2 separate regions of the Rattus norvegicus genome follow, and region 2 is linked to region 1. Evidence: chromatin contacts called from public Hi-C data. All regions are on one chromosome and are shown on one strand. The core of a region is the stretch at or near the end of the contact, and the rest is flanking DNA. Distances in the headings are between cores, read along the strand shown.

The links. A called contact is a pair of places that touch in the nucleus more often than the background predicts.
Region 2: a Hi-C map of the A7r5 cell line shows a contact between it and region 1, with 6 times the contacts expected there. The contact joins the promoter of Basp1 here to the enhancer-like site in region 1. A contact is called at or near these places in 4 of 12 Hi-C or Micro-C datasets (the A7r5 cell line, the Rat2 cell line, mammary epithelial cells and 1 more).

Annotation. Positions count from the first base shown.
Region 1 is chr2:77,272,635-77,280,465 of GRCr8, forward strand. No RefSeq gene overlaps it. Among named protein-coding and RNA genes, the nearest start is that of Basp1, 320 kb to the right of the region's middle. Within about 2 kb of position 3,112, at least 17 of the 93 cell types and tissues checked have an H3K27ac peak or open chromatin away from gene starts, as enhancers often do.
Region 2 is chr2:77,590,659-77,598,489 of GRCr8, forward strand. Basp1 (brain abundant, membrane attached signal protein 1) reads right to left here and starts at 3,639. Exons shown (of 2, transcript NM_022300.2): 1 at 3,436-3,639.

The DNA of each region.
Region 1 (7,831 bases), core at 1,862-4,361:
ATTAAATACGTATCCAAAACTAGGACTCCATTTAATACTTTAATATATTTCTATTATGCCAAAGCTCATAGGAAAACACTTAACAGCTTCATAAGAAGGGGGACTAATTCTTTTAACCTCTGGGTTATCCACATGTAGCAAATAACAACTGAGAAGGTAGACTGTGTGGAAATATAAATAGGGAGCTGGGGGAAGCCTCAGTGATGTGCCTGCTATGCAAATGAGCATAAGGATTTGGGTGTGAATACACAGAACCTGTGTACAAGCTAGAAGTGTCCGTGTTAGTCTATAACCTGATTTCCGCTGGGCAGAAGGGGGTAGATACAGGCAGATTCCCAGAGCTAGTGGGTGGGTCATCTGGTCAGCCAATTGCTGAGCTTCAAGCTCAATGAGCTTTGGGTCTGCTTCAAGAGCGTGCAGCGGCAAATAACAAGGGAGGACACGTCATAAAACTCTGGTCTCTACACACATGGGAATGCACCTAAATGCACACCTGCGCACACACGTACATCCACACTGAGAGAAGGCAGATGCATGAACAAATTATCAGGACTTCTCAGTAACCAGGAAACACTAATTTTACAAGTCATAACCCAATGGTTTCCTGACTCCCAATTAGACACATTTAATGACAAGTTTGCGGGAAAGGAGTGCATTTTTTTTTACATTCAACTAATTAAACTTCAAACTATTTTTAGCAGTAAGCAGAGCAGCTTATGTTCAGGACGGATTTAGACACCAGCCTAGTGCTGCGTCAGCTCTTTTGAGTTGTGAACCTGATTTCTGCTGTCTCTAACAAGAAAACATTTTCCATTGAATCATTTTCTCAAAACAAGTCAACAGTTTACCAATATGATTCCCTCTGGTTCAGGAAACACATTAATCCTAACCCACAATTAAAAGAGAAACTGTGAAACCTAACACATCTATCGGGTGATGCTACAGCAGATGTCTTTCCTTGAAAAGCAACCAGTGAGAGGGGGATGTATGAATCTGCTGAGGACATCATGCATGCATCAGCACCATTAACTGAAAAAGCATTCTCAGAACGTATCCTAGTCATAGCACTCACGCACGCACACACACACACACACACACACACGCACGCACACACACACACACACACACACACACACACACACACATAAAGAGGCACTAAACCACATACTCCAAATTTTAAAGAGATCACATGCAACTGAAATGGTCCCAAATGGAAAGTCTTCATAGTGGTTTTTGCCTAGAGTGTTTTGATATGGCTTTTTCATGACGAGATTCTGATCAAAGTAGTGTCCCAAGGAGCTCCCCACCAGGAACTCCTGCAGACACACACAACAGGCAGAGTAACTAACAATGATGGGGTTCTATGCACATGGCTTAATGTGTTGCTGTTTTTAATTATAAACAATACACGAAACAGTGGTAGTGTGGCCCTGGTGTGAATGAATAGTGTTCCTCAAGCCAGGGTCAGCAGCTGGTGGCTTCCCCTGGTGTGAGAAACACATCACCCCAGGCATTCCTCTCCACCATACTGCCTCTTCCAACCTTCCTTCCTCCATACCAAATACATTACTTCATTATGCTAAATCAATATTCTCACCATGTTTTTTTATTGTGTTTGAAAATGCTGGAAGCCAGAATCTTTCAAATGTATGCTCCCTGCCTCAGCTCCCAGACCTCTTGACTTCTATCTCTGCTCCTTTTCGTAGTGTCGTTTTTTTCATTTTCTACTTATAACAATTAGAGCAGTGGATCCCAATTTGTGGGCCATAATACCTTTGGGGATTGAACAATCCTTTCACAAGGGTCTCCTAAGATCATCAGAAAACACAAATATTTCCATTAGGATTTGGAACAGTAGCAAAATTACAGTGGTGAAGTAGCAATAAAAATAATTGTATGGTTTGGCATCACCACAACATGAGGAACTGTATGAAAGGGTCCCAGCATCAGGAAGGTTGAGAAGCACTGGATAGAGAGGATCTATGCAATGATGGAGCCGTGGAAGTTATAACAATCCCGAGGAACTTCCCTGGAACCCGAATGTCTTCTCATGAAGCTTCCTTGCAGGAATTCAAGAACTACAATCTACAGTTTCAGCATTTTAAATCAAACAATGTCTTTTGGAAGTAACCACGAAGACACATTTCTGATTATTCAAACTGTTTTGTTCCTCCCCCTGTGCTGTGTTGTTGAGTTACTAAAGTTGTTGGGTCTATTCCATGGGATGTTTGCTGTTTCAGAGTTTCAGACCTACTATGTGCATCTAGCAGATTAAATTCTTTTCTTTGGAAAATGTTTGAAAGCATGGGAATGGTATAGTATTGGGAGATAAATTAGTTCTTTCCCTAGATAGACAATGCTGTATTTGTCAAACAATTGCCAGGCAGTAAGCAATAATAATATGTAACTAAAAGGGTGGTTATAGAAAGAAATAAAGGGTCAGATCTGTGCTCACATGAAACAGATAACCTTTTAGAAGGGCATGAAATAATTCACAGGAAGATAAAACATGTGCTAGTAAAAGTTCAACCTTGTGCCTACTCAGAGCTTTATGAAGCATTCTCCTATTATTACTTAATTCTCATATTGTCCTATGATTCTCAAATGTCCTATCATAGTTAATTCTCAGAGCTTCATGAAACACTGCCCCACCCTCTATCATAGTTAACTCTCAAACATTTTCTCCTAAGATAACAACCCCAAATTACAAAAGAAAAGATTGATTCACAGAAATGTAGTTAGTTACTCAACAACATACTCACTGGCAAAGCTGAGATCATGAGGGATAGGAGGGGGAGGAGCTGAGACAAGGTCTCTCTATGTAGCCCTGGCTGTCTTCAAACTCACTACTCTGGCCTTGAACTCACGAGATATACCTGCCTCTGACTCCTGAGCGTTGGAATTATTACCATGCCTGCTTTGTATTATTTTGAAAGTTCTTTGGATCCTAAATACTTTTTGAAATACTGTATCCCTGCAAGTTAGCCTAGTCAAGGAAACAGAAGGCATGCCAGAAACTTTCACAGAGGAATTTGACTGGGGAATGTAACTGCGATGGTGTTGCAAGAGCTTACTGGCCGGCCTCAGAGGGAAAGGCATGCCAAAGATTTGCTGGAGTCAGTATCAGCTGCAGGGCTGAAGCACTCAGAGGGGATAGAGTGATGATGTTGCCACAGTTGCTGCTGCCTGGAGTCCACTGGAGAGAAGGAATGCTGTAGTGAAAGCCCAGAAAGCACGCAGCAGAAAAACATACAGGAGACCTGAGCTCACACTGAGTGAGTGTTCTAGAGACTGAGTCTCCTGAAGAAAAATAGGAGACATTTTAATATGGGAAACAACTTCTCTGTGTATCAGAAAGACATATTTTCTAAGAATTAAGGATTGGGTAATGAACTGAGGTAAACATTCAGCAGATAAAAAAAGCTCTGGGAAGGACATTTCTCTATTTACAGGAAAACATTGCCTTTTTACACTGAGAGCTAGAAGGAGATGTCCCAGTCACACTGGCTGTGAATATGAGACAGCAGATTCAGAAGGATAGGCTAGACATGGATATTTCAGGAGGATGAAAATGTTCTCCCATGTGAGCAAGTTAAAGAACCATGGGGTTATTATCACTGTTTTATCCTTACACTTTGTAGGCTCTCCCTCATGCCTCCTGTTGGGCATAACATAAGAGGAGAGCCATTTGTTCAGGAAGTCTAACAAGCACACTTTGCAAAGATCAGGGCTGTGGGATACAGAGAACATCAGAGATGAGTGTAAGGGAGCAAGCAAATGACTGCTACAATTTTCTGGAGTAAGAAGAACTGTGGAGCCCTTGTAGTTAACAGATAAGAAAGAGAACACTTTGTATAAGGGGAAAGATTCTTTTATTGTAGATGGCCTTGTGCATGACTCTTCAGTGAGAGTTTAGAGACATCTAGGAAAAAACAAGGATATAGTTGGAAAGAAAATCAACAAAGGTTAGGATACAAGGGAGAGGAGAGGAGAGGAGAGGAGAGGAGAGGAGAGGAGAGAGAGAGAGAGAGAGAGAGAGAGAGAGAGACTGTAAATAATGAATAGCCCAAGTCAACAAGTAAAAAGATTTTGAAAGAAATACCAGGAGCAACTGGAAAGAGACAATGAGATTTCATTGTGGAGAGAGTCCAGTGGAGGTGGACATTAACTCTGTGCAAAGGTGACAGCAGGAAATCTGACAATCTAGACAGAAGATGAGATAGAAGTAGCAAAAAAGGGGCTGGGGATTTAGCTCAGTGGTAGAGCACTTGCCTAGGAAGCGCAAGGCCCTGGGTTCGGTCCCCAGCTCCGAAAAAAAAAGAACCAAAAAAAAAAAAAAAAAAAAAGAAGTAGCAAAAAAGCCCAAGCAAGGTATTTAAGTCAATCGATGAACACTATTCATGTCTCCTGGTCTCTGCACTGGTTCATGCCCCACTGATGAGATTGTGGCATCATCTACCATATCATATTTGTGACTAGTCTCCTCAGGGTGTCTCTCATGGGCTACCATCATTCTGTGTACAAATAGCTGAAACTTTCTTTAATTGAATCCAGTCATTCTTTTCCTTAAAGGGACTCACTAATCCACCACTGCAGGTAAGACCAGAATGGTTAGCATTCCCTATAAGACATCCCATGACAAAGAATAAAAGTTTCCCTCTCCACCTCTTCCCACAACCTATTCTCTCTAGTTCATCCAGTCTCTGTCATACTGGACTTCCTTTGGCTCTTCAACCTTCCACTGGACTCCAGGTGTCTGTTCCATCCACCAAGAATATTTCCCACTTTCTCCACTGCACTGGTTGGAAATGCATAATGTACAAAGGAGTGTGGTTGAAAATAAATCAGAGGTCCAGTATCATAATAAAATAGTTGAGAGAGGTGGGGAGGGAAGAAGGGGGGGAGGGAGGAAGGAAGGGAGGGAGGGCGAAGAAATCTAATGAGGACAGAGTTAAGGACAGGAAATCCCAGGTATCTCTATTTCAAGCAACCACAGTTATTCAGTAAGAGGCTTAATGTCCTGTTCTGGACTGCAGAATAGTGAACAGGGTACAATTGACATCTTCATAGCCAAGCCAATCACATTCACATTGGGTTTACTCATCTTTTACCAAAACCCACAAACTGTGATGTGAGTTCTCTTGCTGTTCATTGCTACCTTCTTCCTCGGTAATGACCCCACCCCCCCACTCCAATCACATCTTCACACTTTGTGTGGACAAAGATAACCCTGAACTTCATACCACAATCTGATGTTTCCCCTGATCACTGAGATTTGCAAGGAGTAGTTGTATTCTGAAACACACTGAAAAGGATTAGGCATGTTCTAACAGCATGGTAAGAAATTTAAAGTCAAACTTGCAAATGATAAGGAAGATGACAAAATTAAAAGCTATAGATTACATATTATGAATGATTATTCTTATACCCTACATCATAATGCATATTGCAAAGGAAAGTAGTATTGAAAATTGTAACTGCTAACCTTCTGTCTCTAGCTGCTAGAGGGCAAGGAAAGCCTTTTGAACTGACAGTGAACCTGAGAGGTGAAAAAGAACATATTTTTAAGGGTGATACATTAGGTTAAGAGCCAGAGGAAACGAGGCCAAAAACAATATTTACAACAGAAATACAACTTTGGAAGCTATTGTAAAGAGGATCAGAGTGTACTTGAGACACTCAAAGGAAGGTGCCTGGCATAGACATGGGGCCTGTGCCAAGGCTGGGGAAACAGAGGGGTGAACGAATGTCGGTCTTCCACCCTTAGTGTGAACACAAAGCTACTTGCAGTTTGATCTAGATGATCCCTCATCATCTATTTCTGCCTTTCCTCTGTAGGTCTATCAACTGTCCTTGGGCAGATGCATAATAACCCAGAGAGACTGGATTAAGAAATAATTATAATTAAGCCTGTGTCTTAAACTCTTTGTATAAGACTAAGATAGTTTGAGTTTTTCTGGGTTGAGACTTGTTCCTTGAGTTCTGACTTGTGCTTTCTGTGGATTACTATTTTCAGAAAGATAATAAAGGCTCTAATGAAGTCAGTTTGGGTCTTTAGAACATTAATATAAATGTCTTGACTCTTGGTGCACACTGACCAGCTCCTTTCAAACATGGCCGTCCACAGAGTTGCCATTTCATTGTTAGAGCACTCAGGGAGACACTGGTAGCTATAGAAACAAAAGGCAAGTACCAGCTTCATTTGTCTTCCCCTCCATCCTGCTCGAACTTTATGAAAGCTTCTGCCACTCAAATTCCCATAATAGATTTTCTTTCTTTCTTACTGTCATCTCATCACAGGTCACAGACATAGCTACCAAGTGCCCTATCCAATGAAACAGGAGACATCCATGCAAGCCATTTGGGTGGAGCTCAGAAGACTAGCAAGGATTCAGGGAGAAGCCCACCCTAGCAGTCTAAAGAAAAGTCTGTTATATCATGCAAGCCTGGAGAAAGGCTACTTAGCTTCTCTGAGTCAAATGTACACTGTAAACTAATTTTGGTTCACAAAGTAGAGAACTCTTTAAAGCTCACTTGACTCTACAAGTTAAATGCAATCAATACATCAAAGACCTTCCTCAAGTCAACATCCATCCAGGTCTCCTACCTATATGTCTCCTCCAGTCTCCTACCAAGTTGGGCTCTGGAAAGTCCTTCTGTTTCTTCAGTGGTCTATCACTATGACAACGAAAGTCCACACCTCCTCAGCAGGAGGAGGAAGCACCCACCACAAGGTTCTCAGGAGAAAAGAGTGATCAGTGGATAACATTTTGGAGCTTATCTCCCTGTACACATGAGTCTTCAGCTTTATTTAACTGGCCTCCAAGTGGAGATGGGATCTCCATTGTTCACTTCACAGAGTTGTGACTACCCAAAGGAAAATGTGTATGGGGAGGGGGGAAGTCAGCAGGCATGCATTCAATTTCTAAATAGAAACTGGAAACCTTGTAGACTTAAAAAAATGAAAACCTTGAGATTTTCCTAAATTGTCAACACAGAATAGCTCACAGTGTCATGATTAAATTATCCAGGGCCGTTGTTAACTAGCTTCTAAATTCTGAATGATTTCTGTTAACTATGTGCTGATACTGAGAACTGTAGGCAAGGCAGAGATGAGAGTGAAAACTATTTGCATATTTTCAGGTAATCAAGTCATCACATACCTAAGAAAATAATGACCTCACAAAATCACTTGAAAACATGTAGAGAATTTTGAATATCCTCTTTTGCCTTTCAGGAATAATCCATTCAAATTATTGTTAGGCCACTATACTATTCAAATTTTAAGGAAAATAATACCCAAACTACTTTCTCTTGGTGCCACAAACAACAAATGCTGTCAGTGCAGCTTTACAGTACCATGCAGCCTAACCACTGTATTTACAGCCAAACTTGACACCTTGGATTGCTGTCAAGTTCTCAGTCTTGGCAACATCTCTCTCCATCCGATAATGACTTCACTAACTTAACAGTTCACTTTCAAAACGTAATTTCTTTTAGACTCAGACACTAAAGATTCACACTTTAAGTTTCAAATCAATGGTGAAGGCCTGTAGGACATTCGCCACACCACAGTGATAGAGCTGCCTGGAATTACACGTTCTAATCACAGCCAACTGGAATGTTGGACTCTCACAGTGTTCTAGTGCCTTCTCTCTGGAATGTTTCAGATAAATACAAGAATGTTGGAGGTAAGACCTTCCTGGAACATTTAGTTAGAACCCTGGCCTGACTTTAACCTTTTCTCACCATAGCAAGAAAACACCGAATTCTGTGCCCTGTACTAGGCTATGGCTGTTGGTCCATTGTGCTGTCTGTGCAACGATCCACT
Region 2 (7,831 bases), core at 2,389-4,888, 320 kb after region 1:
TATTTTAGAAGTATTGATAAGATGTTGATGGGCTGGTACCAGTAAGACGTCCCTTTTCGAGCATGTATTTACAAGGACAGAAATGAACTGTTTCAAAATATAAAACCATGCCAAGCAACATTCTAAACCCATTTCTTTAGTACTGTCATTAACAGGATTTTATAGTGTATTCATATAGACATACGTGTGTACATCCATGATGTACATATGCACGTGTGTAAACGTGCTACTCGAGATATTTGAAGAAGGACTCTGATGTGCCATGTTTTACACAGCTGCCATGAATGGCACAGACATCTACTTTACAGTGAACAATATTCCCAAAAGGTAGCTTTTTTTCTCTGATTTCATACACCATTTATCTTGACCATGAAATACAAATGGCTTGAAGTTAAAGGGAAATAAAAATAAAGAAAACATAATTAGTACACTTAAAACCATAATGTGATTTGTTCTGGAAACTCCAGGAGGATTACAAAGAGGCCTCGGAGCACAGGGAGCCTGATGCTGACGGCCCGGCCACTGAAGATGTAAGTTAGGGGAATGGAGGGAGATCCATTTCATAAGCCACAGACAGCGTAAACGCCAGCTAAGGACCACAAATGTCCAGATAATCAATGTAGTCAAATGCTGGTGCAATATATCAGGATTTTAAAGAGCTCCCTCTCTCCTTCTGCTAATGTGTAGCAAGAAAGCTGACTAAATGGGGGGGAAAGTAACAATATCTTTAATTGATTTTAAAATTATGTTGTTCAAAAATCTTAAAGCTCACTGACTTGAAAGCTATTGGTTTTAGACTATATCCAGCACTCTCTTCCAAAAATACTACCTAGGGGGAAAAAAGACTTCATTAACATACTATAACCCTCTAAATTATACTACTCAATGCATAATTCAGACAGAATATAATACATGACTCTCAATACATGAAATTAATTGCTAAGTATCAGAAGAATAGAACCTTTGCCACCTAAGAAGCAGCCAGACACTCACCCTACCAATTATAAGCTGTGGCATAGTGACTGTGGTCAATATTGAGGGTATTTTCTGTTTTTTAAGGAACAAAAGGGAAGATTGACGTTTTCTGCCACGTGTTATTCCACCAGGACCTACTAGAAATCCTGTGGCATGAAAGCCTTTCAAACACAATCCACCATTGCAGAAATAGGGCATTAGCTCCCGACACATATAGTAAGCCCTGTTTAGAATAGCAGAAGTAAACCAGCACCAAAAAAATTCTGAGGAGCCATACGCTGAGAAATACATCATTTGAAAGAAAATCTGCCATCAAAGGACTATCATGGCTCCTGTTAAATGGGGGAAGGGGGTATTATGAACTTGGTGCTTCGCCATCTTCTTCCCAGCAATGCTAGCGCCTTCTTCCTCCCCCCCCCTACCCCCACCTCAGCGAGGTTTGCCTTTTGGAGTCTTTAATGAAACAATAAAGTAGGAATAAGAGAATTCAGAAAGGCTTAGGCTGCTGGAAAGGTAACCATTTTCTCACGCTGGCTTCTGTAGGCCATCTTGTTCATTTAAATGCCAAGATGTCTTAATCTGTCCCAGGTGGTATCACCAGGGGCAACACCATCGCTGGTCTGAGACTAATGTTCCTTGGTCAAATGACCCGCAATAAAGATCTGTCAGGCAAACAGCTAATTGGTGCAGACTAAGAAAACCACCATCCCTGCAGTGCGTTACAAACAGAAAGAACAATGGACAGTTCTAGAAAGGAAAACAGCAGTGTGCATCATATTCATATATATATATACACATATACATGTATATGTATATATATATATATATATATATATATATATTTCACAATTCCCCCTCCCTTTTTTTTTTTTTTGACTAATTGCAATCCGTAAAAATGGGTGAGATGTGAAAGCTTGAGGGGGGAAAAAGAAGCATACACAAGACCGAGACCGAGCCTCGCGGGGAAGGGAGTAGGGAGGGGGTGATGGGAGGGGTGGTCATTTGTGTCCAAGGGTTTCATGAAACATTTAGGGCAAACGCCTTTGTTCCTAGGCTCGGGAGGGGAGTGGGTGGATGGATGATGGGGCTGCCTGGCCCTCCACACCCTACTCTCCGGCGCATGCGCGAGGCCAAGACAAAGGAATAGGTAATTACAGTCCCGATTCATTCATTTTGCCTGCAATACTGGAGGTCTGCGGGCCCTTGCTATATTCCCAGGGGCGGAGGTTAATCCACACCCCAATAGCAGTCCCCTTGATAGCCGTGTTTTATTTTAGCCCGCCACGTAAGTGGCCAGTGGTCTCGGCCAAGACAGAGGTGTGTCAACTCCCATGCCAAACACTGAAAAATCGCACCCATGTGCGCTGTGCTCCTTTCAACAGAGTGAAAATCTCTGGGGCAGAGGCTGTCCACCGAGCTCGCTTAAAGGCGGAAACGTCTCGGCGTGGGGGGTGGGGGTAGCAGATTAGGAACAGGGCCAAGCGTTCGATGAATATTCATGAAAAGAATGCGGTTCCCAGCCACGCATTGTGTGCCATCGGATCCAGGGATTCTGAAATTTTTCTTTTAATGGTGTAGGGAAGCGGGAACCAGACGTTGGGTTGTAGCGTTTGAGATACAGGGGGGAAAATCTACAGAAATCTTGTCTTGCAGAAGGGTTGTGCCGGTTCGGACCGCGGGCTGTCAGGTTCAAGCCCACCCCACCCCCAGCCCCCCCAGGCTGGGGCGGCGGTGGAGGCGCGCGGCCCGTTTTCTGAGCGCAAGGCTCAATAAATAAATAAATAAAATGTTGGCGATGTCCACAGGTTAGTGGGAAGGCAGTTCAGCCGCAGACCGAGCTAGGGCTTTGATCTGCCCCGGGCGTGCACACGGTCTTCCGAACCTCGTGTTCCTCGGTTACCCCAAACCAAGATCCAGGAGTCCTGAGGGCCAATCCACCCCCGCCCCTTCCGATCAGACCAGATTCCGTGTCTTCTTTCTCCCTCCCCACCCCACCCCCATCCTCCATCTTCTGCTACTGCGCCCCTCACACGGAGCGCTTTCTCCGTGGCTGTGCCCGTTCCGCTGACAGAAGACTGGGTTTAGCCCACAGAACCCAGGCCAGGGGATTCGATGCCTTGAAAAAGATTTCGCATTCGGTATTTCCCGGTCACCAGCCGCTTCCCACCCTCCCGCCCCACTCCCTCCCGAACTCTGTTCATCTGCCTCGCCGCCACCCTCCGCAAGCTCCCCACCCTACGAAAGGCTTCCGAAGCTGTCCACCTTGGGGGAAAGCATCACCATGGATCCCCAAATGCGACAGAGCCCACTTAGAGGAATCCCACGCCCACTGTGTCTAAACCCGGCCGCACCCAGTCTGCACCGTTGGAGAACCCTAGGCTTCAGGGTGGGGCGGGGCCCTGGGGAACCGGTGGCCCTGAGTCCGCGGTGGCGTGAGGGACCCACGGCGCGCCTCCTTACCGGCTTTGGGTGCCTGTGCCGGCCCTGGGTGAGCGCGGTGCCTCCAAGGGGCCCGGGTGTCTGGTGTCGTCCGGCCGAGTGCCTGGCCGCTCAGCAAAGGCTCTCTCTCTCCCGGCTCGACGGCGGAGCCCGGAGCGTGGAGCGAGTTGGAGCGCTGCCGCCGCCGCCGCCGCCGCTGCCGCTACTGCCGCCGCCGCTGCAGCCTCTGCATTTCTCGATCGCTCCCCCTCCCCTTCCTGCCCAGCGCCCTCCCCCCCCGCGCGTCCGCCCGCCCAGCTCCTCCGCTCGCCGACCCCGCCCGCCTCGCGCCCGCCCCTCCTCTCCCAGCCCGCGGCCTGCACCCCTCCCGCTCCGTTCGCACCCCGCCACCCGGGGGGTCCCCAACTTCTCTCCTCCAGCAGCCACTGCGCCCCGAGACGCCCCGTGATCCAGCGCCCCCGTCACCACACCCGCACAGTCACCCCCACCCTCTGCTATCCTCATTCAGATCCCTCCCCTACAGCCCTGTGCCTTACCCGCCTCCCCAACAGTTTCTGTCAGTCCCCCCTCCTATTGCCTCCTTGCACGCCCCTCCATTCCCCCACTCGCGGCGGGACTGTCTGTGGATTTCTCTCCTCTCTCTGTCTCGCACACATTTTATTTGAAAGCATTGAATAATTAGCTCGTGCTCTCGCTCAGACTTAAGGGGCTGGTGAACTATTCCCTCGCCGCAGCCAGCTTTCTCTGCCCCTCAATCCAGCCCGCTCCAGACGACAGGCTGAGATTCTGCTATCACGTAGGCAGTGAGACTGGAATAGACGCGACGCCTCTCTTGAAACCATCAAGATAGATATCCGCTGGCTTTAGGGTGTCCCCCAAGGCAAGCATCTGGGATGCCTTCGGCAGATGCTCGCCCTCGGGGCCCACCAGGAGGCTGCAGTTTGCAAGGCGCCACCGCCCAGAGCCCAGGTCCGGGTCTGGAGGCGGCACCGCCTCTCAGGGGACGTTCTCCCGACTTCGGAGAGAAAGAAAGGAAGAAATGCACCCTAGGAAAATGGGCTTCGACTTTTTTGTGCCTGTGCTTTCATGGAAGTCACCAGCTCTCGGGCTGCTTAAGATACCACTCAGAATCGCGCCCTGCCAGGCTGTGGCCATCCGCGCTAAGTCCTCGTGTTCTGGTCGGTGAGCACTTTGGGTAGCACCGCGACACACAATAGCCATCAGGGTTAGGAGATATGCTCGCCATGTTTACCTGTTGGCAAAAATAAAATGCAAAATAAAAATTTAAATTGTGAAGCTAACACATGGTGACGTCTTTTAGAACCACATCTCTTTTCTTCAGACAAAAGCCAATTTTACCATCCCGCAAACCCATTGAGCCCTGGAAGTTCCGTTCGCGGCACTTTGGCGCCCTCTGGCTGTATCAGGATTGCTTGGTTGTTCTGCTTCATACTGAAAGAAATGGGGGGGTGGGGGGGTGGAAATGTATGTTCCCTTCTTGGTTGGATTTACCCTCATGAGTGAAGCACAGATTTGAGACAAGCTTGCCCTCCAGGATGACAAAACCCAACAACATTTGGGGAAACGAATTCCAGGTAAGTGCTGGGGGGGGGGGGGGTCACTTTCCTTTAACAGAAAAATAAATAATAGAACTTTAATAAGAGTGGAAAAGGAACTGCCACATCTTAAATCAAAAAGTGATGAAGAAAAGGTGAAAATGTTTTGTGGTGGCTGCTGCTTCCTCCTCATCTTCCTCCTCTTCTTTCTTCTCCTCCTTTCTTCTTTCTTCGTCCTCTCCTTCTCTTCCTCTCCTTCTCCATCTCCCTCTTCCTCTTCTTTCTTTCTCCCTCTCTTCCCCATCCCCAACCCCTTCTTCCATCCCTCCTCCCCCTTTCTCTCTAGATAGATAGGTAAACTAATTGATTGATATTCCTTTCAACCTTCTCTCAGCCTCCCATCTTCCCACTGCTTAAAGTGATTAAGAAATCAAACAATACAAGAACAAGAAATCGAATCACGAATTAGCTGTGGTTCGACTGGTCATTGGAGGGTTTCATTCTCTTATGTCAGTATACCACCTATCCATGAAGCTATTTGGGGTGCTATGGTTTCCACGCCAGCACCAATTATGACAACCAAAAATGTTTCCAGGTATGGCCAAATATCCTCCAGAGGCAAAAAAAAAAAAAAAAAAAGGTTAGCTAGGTGAATATGTATAATTTATGGTATTTATGGTATTTACTGCTTACTAAAGGAGCTAAGTAGTAGTGTGTGGGGTGAGTAGGGTGGGTGGGTGGGTATTACACAGTGTGGCATCATTCATTTAGGATTCAGTTGTTTTTTATCCCAGTGATCATCTTAAAATTAATGGAAATTTCTACTGTATTTTCAAAATAAGCCCATAGATATTATCTTCTTCTGTGTATCCTCATGCTTATTTATTTTTTAAATAACAGATAACAGTTATCGTTCAGTTGCTTTGGTGCTGCTGGCTAAGTTTTTAGGATGGAGAGAGAAAAACAAGCCTTTCAAAGGTGTGACTGGGATACAGATCACTGGTTACCATGGAAACTGGAGGCCAAAGCTTATATGGAGGAACAGAAATTGCAAGTCTCTCTCTCTCTCTCTCTCTCTCTCTCTCTCTCTCTCTCTCTCTCTCTTTGTCATGGTCTCTGATTAGATTTAGTTGTCTTCCCCCTTCTTAATAAACGATTATAAACGAAAGAAAAGGGGCACGAGACAAGGGTGGAGCTCCGCTGTGGAGCTCTTACCTTGGATGCTGGAGGCCCTAGCTTCAATCCACAGGGTCACACAGGTGTGTGCACGTACTCCTACACAGAGGAGATTCAATAGAGACACCGAGAGCAGTGGGAGGGGAGGGGTTCTTCTCCAATCAGTCCTCTCATATTCTCTCCAAAACATCTCTAAAACACGCACTCGGGGAATCAGGGATGAAGCAGTTTGAAGCTTTGAGTTTTAGAAAATTCGCTGCACTGTCCGGTGCACAAACTCGTGAATTTAGGAGCTTAAAGGGTTAAGTATATGAATCCCAGTAAATTTGCTTAACTTTCATCATTACCACCATGAAAAATGTTTTCCTTTCCAAAAGACTGAACATTTAAAAAGAAGAAGAAGAAAAAAGCAAGGCAGACTATACAGGTTCTGTACTGCCTCAGACTGCCATTTTTACTGCCTCTAGAACTTGTCCGAATAAAACCCTAACTTACATTATAAAGGTTTTCATCAAAGACACAAATCACTCCATGTGTGCTTCTTTTTGCTAAGTGATTTGCCACAAAACTGTCTGCAACATAAGGGCCTCTGTCCCTAAAAAGATGGCATTCCGATTTATCCCTGTGCCTCTGCTGGTTGAACCACCTTTGCTGGCACTGAGTTGTATAGAAAAAGCTAGTCTCACCTTCCTGCCTTACCTCTGAGCCCTTGCTGTACCTCTCCCACCAAGGCGGAGCATCCGTTCCCCTCAGTTCACCCAGTAAAACAATATGAACAGAGAGGAACCACAGTGACTGCAGTGTGGGTCCAGCCAGCTTCCATTGAAGTATTCTTTGGATTATCCCCGTTCACATCACTGGGGTGACCCAAACCCCCAGAGACTCATTTTAAAAGTATATCCCACTCTACTAGTATAAAAAAAAATAGCCACAGAACAAACGGATCTCATCTATAGATTACAAGCAAAAGGTTAGTCAATATTATACATGATAGTGCCCTACACTTTTCCCCTAAATATTTAAGATTTTAATCAAAGGAAATATCAAAATCTATGTGTCCCTCTTTTGTTTTGTTTTCTTTTTTTTTTTTTTCTTTCCCCTCTCCAACGCCAACTTTGAAGGTCATATAGCCAAAGGAAAGGCTTTCTTTGGTTTGATCAGTGCTGTGAATTGTCTTGCTTCCCAGACATCATTTGACCATGTCATCTGGTTGTCATGTGAGAGTTGGAGAGATGGAACTGGTCTCTGGTTGGTAGAGGCCAGGGAAGAGCCTCAGCGGAGAGGGCTCTCCAGCCCAAATTATCAGCCATGTTAAGAGACTGAGAAACTCTGGTTGAAAACTGAGTATGCCATTCTACCTAGTTGGAGAAGGCAAAATGGCTTTGTTGTCACTGTTGTTGGTTTGATTTGGTTTTTTGTTTTGTTTTGTTTTTGTTTTTGTTTTATTTGTTTGTTTTTTCATTTATTGTTTTCAGTAGTGCTGGGTGGAGGAAAGCTGCCTTTTGTTCCTTTATCTTCCGCAGGGTATGACAGACACACTTGGGTCAGACTCCTAGTAGACAGCTCCCTTTATGAGCCCTCCAGGGCCCCCTCCAACCTCTGCAACAGAATCCAGGCGGGTTGCTTCAAGAACAAGGCCAAAGACTACCAATTGAGGAATTGGAATTCCATTCCCTGTTGCTACA